Linked DNA regions of Ovis aries: region 1 is linked to region 2. The links are chromatin contacts, called in public Hi-C maps. All regions are on one chromosome and are shown on one strand. Each heading gives the region's core, a stretch centred on a gene start, on an enhancer-like site or on the middle of the called end of the contact. The rest is flanking DNA. Distances are from core to core; before and after follow the strand shown.

Region 1 (2,954 bases), core at 17-2,516, 150 kb after region 2:
AAGGTTAATGGAAAAGAAAGAAATCTAATATGGAGTCAGATTTGTTCTTTCCTTTACAAGATGACATTGTGACTGACGGTTCATGTTTTAACTACTATCTTCTAGTCAGTGATAACAATATAACAGAATGCCTCAGATATGTAGAAAGTACTTTAATTTCTTCATTTATCCAAGTTGATTCCTGACCACCCTTCCCCTACTCATCCCTCAAGAAATAATTTCAGCGTCTTTATGCTAATAAGTGATACTCTTCTGTATGGAATAGAAGCTGAACCTTGACTAATGAGATGGTCTTCATTTTGGCATTAGACCAAACTGATGAAACATACATGGATGTTTGCATTCATTATTGTATTCATCTTTTATAGAAAATGTGAAGACTTCTGGTTTGGTTTGGCTTTCTGCCAATTAATGTTGCCACGGTTTTCCAGTGATGCATATTCACATGAGTCAACAGAAACCTTTTTGACTAAGCAGAGCTGGATTTAGCAATCCTGAGTGCAGCAGGGCTTTGGACGTGGGGGAAACTAGAGTAACAGGGGGCCAGTGAGACCTCAGACAGAAGCACTGACAAATTTCCAAAACAATGGAGTCACAACAGCCCCACAGCACCTCACGTCTCCCCAGCACAAGTTCTACATGATGGAAAAAGAAGTGCTCAGTTTATCATCTCTTGTTCATTAGACTCACAGCCCCAGAAACCTGGATCTTAGAGAGGGTACAACTGCTTTGAGGAATGAGGCCCCAGTGTAATACCTCACCTCTCTTTTTGTCCATCCTTGAAGCCAAGTCTTCCTTTGAAGATTCCTAGTGATTTTTAACATATCATTCCAGTGAAGAAGCATGCCACTTAACGGCAGATCAAAAGGAAAAGGCTAAAAGCCATTTCGTAACATGATGTGGTAGGGAGGGGAGCAAATTCTTAGGCTTCAGTAATAAAGATAAATTATCTCAAGTAAGGAATGTGTATCAGTCAGCTTTAGCTTCAGTTATGAGTGACAGAAAACACAAAAATCACAGAAAGTTAAACAGCATAAATGTTTGTTTCTCTCTCTTATGAAAGAAGTCCCAAAGGTTGGCCCAGGAGAGGGAGGCACTTTCCAGTGTTAGGGATCCACGCACCCCCTCAATGCTATCCCAGCCTCAGCAACATGTGGCTTCCATGTGGGGGACCAGAACGCTGTGCCAGGCTCAGTCAGGAAGGAGGCGGTGGCCACAGCGGCAGCAGGGACTGCCCCTCTCTTAAAGGACTCCTTCCAGAAGTCTCTCACAACACTTCCACGTAAGCCTTAGTCACCTGGTCACCCCTAGCTGCGGGTGTCGTGGGGACATGTCACCTTTACTTGGAATAGTGGTGCGGGCAGCTGAAAACCAGGGATGGTGTGACTAATGGAGAAGGAACCTTGCCAGCGCTCGGCCCACTTCCAGAGAACTGGTGGTCTCTCCACGGGAGGTGAAAAGCCTTCTCTACCCTTGTCTTAGTCACAGAACACCTTGGGTATGCTTTTCAGTCCCAGGACCCACACAGCAAAAGAGATATATGTGAACAAGTCAATTTAGAGGTAAACTGCCAGGCTGTGTGAGGCCTGGACCCTCCATCTACCTTAGGGTTGGTTAAACAGTGTCACCTGTGGAAGAGCTGAAAGAACTGGTGATGTTTCACGTGGAATTTACTCCTTTCTCAGGAACACGGAGACCATGGGGAAGACATAACAGCTGGATTAGAATGTGCCCGATCAGTGAGTCTGACCAGAGGCACCATGTGAAGGAGCATTTCCAGGTCCTCAGGGGAGTTCTGAGTTTGACTCAGCTCTGCCCAGAGAAAGCAGACTTGCTGCGGTCCGAGGGACTGAAGCAGTGACTGCGGAGTCCGTTGACATCTTTCTAACATGTTATCCTGGCTGTAGTCTTCCTGTCCCTCCAGTCCGTTCTCCACGTTGGCCAGCTTCTGAATGTCAAATTGATCAGATAACTTCCCAGATCACTGCCCCTCGCTCAGGGGCTTCTCATTGCTTTCTGCCACCCAGTTCCTCCTGACCTGGTCTTAGCTTCCTCAGTCTGAGTCTCCAGACAGAATTTCCACTTCCTCCAGTGTGTCAAACTTCTCTCCCTTCTGGAGCTTTGCCCACGTCATTCCCTCTTCCAGAACGCTCTCCTCCACTCTCACTCTCACACTTCACCTGGCTACTCCTACACCTCCTGAATCATCGCTTCCTCTCTGAAGTCTCCACTCCCACTCCCTCAGAAGGGGATTTTCCCATAACTTCTGACACCTCAGTTAGCACAGCACTTTCTAAGATTACTACGATTGCTTATTTAATGATCTGTCTTTCCAGCTAGACTGGAAGCTATCTGTAAGTAGGGTCTGGTCTCCTGATCATCCTAGGGTCCTGAAAATAATATGGAAACATTATAGAAGAGACTCAAGCATCAGCTGAAGGGACATAAAGGTTAAGGATGAGGAAGAAGCAATAGAGGCAGGAGTTAGGAGGAAGGGACCACACATTAAAGAGTGTCTTTTGCTCCAGCCTCCCCCTCCCACCCCCTGCACATTCTTTCTGGAGTGGTGATTTTGAGGCATGTGAAAGAAATACTTCTCTTGGGTTACTTGGATTGCCTCCTAGCCCCCAAAGAGTCAGAGCAACTGTTACAATGGAATTTGAAATACTAGCTAAGTTAATGGAGGTCAGAGTTACCGAGTCTGGATTTACAGCTCCAAAAAATTGACCCAGATTTATTTCCTATTATTCAAAATTAGTTATGTTGAAGGAGGAGCAAGGGGTTCCTTGGTACATAGACTATCGCTAATGTGTCCTGGGACTTAAATCTTGTTTGGCTTTTTATCTGTCCCGGAGAACATGACTGTGGTTCTCAGTGAGTGGGGCGGCGCTGGGGGACCTGACAACAGAGTTTGCACGTGGGCAGCTCTGGCCTGCTGGACCTTTGTGATCTGG
Region 2 (2,809 bases), core at 295-2,794:
TTATTAAGGTTTTTTTCTTATCAAGTGTGACTGCTGAATATATTAAGTGCTGATAGTAACTCGAGGTAATGTCTAATGAATACACCTTTTTAAAAACCAATCTAAAATGATCAGAACCCCTTCCCTTTTTAATGACACCTCATGAGAGAGTTCTTTCAGATTTGCATACCTAAAGATATTTCTGCTTTTCTCCATGAGTGATGAGGAACTTAGCCTTGGAAGGGACAGACAGCAGTATGTTCCAATGAAAAGTAAAAAAAAAGTTACATTCCATCAGAAGGCACTTGTCCCAAATCCCAAAATAACATTCTAGAATTTGTGAAAATGAACTAATGTAGACCAGCCTATCGAGAACTAAACTAGATAAATGTTTGCACTGATCTTACTCATTTCTATCCACAGCTCAGTTTGAAGCAGGAGCTTGTAACTGAAATGCGAGAGGTGGTTTAGATTAACAAAGCCCCACTGCTTGACACCTCAAATCCAAATGACTTCCAAATGAGCATAACAGACTATATGGTCCTGACTAGAACAATATTGTGCTCACTTTAGTTTATCCTCCATAAATGGTAATCAGCAGAATCCAACATGCATTTTGAGAGCTTAAAGGTAGGATTATCTGAAGATGAGACAACAATGTGTGTCAGAGATGTGTTTGTTTTGTGTTAGTGAACTTGAAACTGGACTGCTGCATAATGATTTTCCTCCTTATGTATGTAAACAGACTACCGTGAAGGCCCCAGATCTTGCATTAGGTTTGTCATAGGGAATCTTGTATTTTCAGAAAAATATTTTTTGTTCTTTTTTTTTCCTTTTTGAGAACTGATATTTGTAATTTCATCGTGATAGAATATTTTAGTTATTCTTACTGATTTTGCTTATGATCACCGAGATTGACTTAGCCAGAGACAGACAAAACAGGCTAGCAGGTAGACACTCGCCTGCCCTTTAGGAGCTAATGATGTAATTTCTTCTCTTCACCCACTCCTCCGTTTCCCCCAGTACGCACACACCCTACGCCTCCTTTTCTGACACCCAGGAACATTTCCTCCGTGTTCACCCAGCTCTCGCTAGAGTGCCCAGGGGTGTCATTGACAACATACTGAAAAATGAAAGTGATATCCTCGAGGGGTGGAGGCGGGGAGCGTAACCTGAGGTCTGGCAGGGAAAATACATCCACTGGCCGGGAATTTCTGCACCATTTCGGGCTGGTGAAGTAGTCGGGTAGAGGTTGGGGAATTTCCCCAACGTACCGCCGTCCTGCCCGAGCCGAGCCGGAGTGCGAGCTGCGCGCGCCGACGCCGAGATGCGCAGGCTTCGGGATCCTCCACTTCTTGCCGCTGGGAGGCCCTCTGCGTTCCCCTTTCCCCGCACCGGCCGCCTCGCTCGCCCGTGCAGTGGCACCCGCCTTCCACCAGGGAGCCTCGGGCGAGAGCTCCCCCGCCCTCCGTCCCCCACCCCCCTGCAGCTCGCTGGCTCTCTTTCTCCCTCTGTCTCACTCTCTCTCTTTCTCTCCCTCTCCTATCGGAGCACAATGAAAGCCTGTGTATCGCCGTGACTCCGGGCGGCGGAGCCAGTGTCAGCCCAGCGGCGAACAACAGACGGGAAAAAGAGAAAGGAAAAGACCGGCTACTTTCTTTTCCATCTCTAAAAGCGGAGCAATCCAAGAGATAGAACCACATTGCTTATTGCGAGTCCAGACCCTCAGATCCACTGGCCGGGGATGGAATGTACAAAAGTGGACAGAAAAGTGGCTGGACATGACTCGGTGCAATTTACTGGAAGTTTGTAAGTTTGACCATCGTTTGTAAATTACTCTCGGAAGAGTTTGTCTCTCTTGATACTGTATTAGAATCGAGCCGGGGGTGAGGACTAGAAACGTAAGCGGGAAAGAAGAAGAAGAAAAAAAAAAATGTGTTGAAGGATCTCTCTCTCAGTGGCTAGTGACTTCAGACTGCTTTCATTTAAGGCTGGGAAACCTTAGAGGGAATGAGGATTTTACCGGTGATTGGATTAGCTGAAGAAAAAAGCATGGTCCAGAAGTCCAATTACTGACATTAACAATTGAAAAGCTGTCTCCCTCTTTGGGGAGAAGACCACATCCTACAGCACCCCCAAAGAGGAGGAAACACCGGAGCAAAGGGAAAGGGAGGAAAAATTAAAAGCCAAAAGACAATCTCTGTTTGATTTTTGTACGTTTTGAACATTGACTTCAGAAAGCTTCTGAAACAGCACTTTAAAAAAAAAAAATTGCGGAAAAGTAAAGGCCGTGGGTTACAGAGACCATGGTAGATGTGGGTTCCTCTGCAGAAACATCCCCATAAAAGAATCTTCGGAAACGACTAGGTGACGGGGGAGTCCAGCTCTCTGTTAATACCTCTCACAATTCCCTTTGCTGTCTGTTCCTGTCTCTTGCTTGACAATCCCTGAGTTCCTGCTCTAACCCCCAGATCGTGTGTTTACAAAGTACCTCTTGTCAGCTTGGTGTTGGGGGGGGGCGGGTTGGGGGGAATCCCCACTAACTCTCTCCAACTTCTCCAGAGCTGTCAAATACAATTAGAGCAAGTTGATCAGGGTTTGTTTCCAACTTATCCTCTGCCATTGGTTTCTCTTCTTTCTCCTCACCCTCTTTTTACTCACTCCCCTCCCCCATACCTTCTCCACTACGCGCCCCCCCCCCCGCCCCACCGCCCCCAGCCTCTGAAGACTTCTATTCATGTGGTCCTGAGCTCTGAGCGCAGATTGTCAAAAGCAGATTTGCCTGTGCTAACCGGCTATAGCTTCCCACCACCTCACCATCCCACGGGCA

What was found. A called contact is a pair of places that touch in the nucleus more often than the background predicts.
Region 1: a Hi-C map of tail adipose tissue shows a contact between it and region 2, with 3 times the contacts expected there. The contact joins the enhancer-like site here to the promoter of MAML2 in region 2. A contact is called at or near these places in 2 of 16 Hi-C or Micro-C datasets (skin fibroblasts and tail adipose tissue).

What each region holds. Positions count from the first base shown.
Region 1 is chr15:13,665,590-13,668,543 of ARS-UI_Ramb_v3.0, forward strand. The region is part of intron 1 of MAML2 (mastermind like transcriptional coactivator 2); the gene reads left to right. Among named protein-coding and RNA genes, the nearest start is that of MAML2, 150 kb to the left of the region's middle. Within about 2 kb of position 1,267, at least 11 of the 54 cell types and tissues checked have an H3K27ac peak or open chromatin away from gene starts, as enhancers often do. A contact at or near this core is called in tail adipose tissue, where this site is marked.
Region 2 is chr15:13,511,042-13,513,850 of ARS-UI_Ramb_v3.0, forward strand. It overlaps MAML2 (mastermind like transcriptional coactivator 2), which reads left to right and starts at 1,545. Exons shown (of 5, transcript XM_015100757.4): 1 at 1,545-2,809.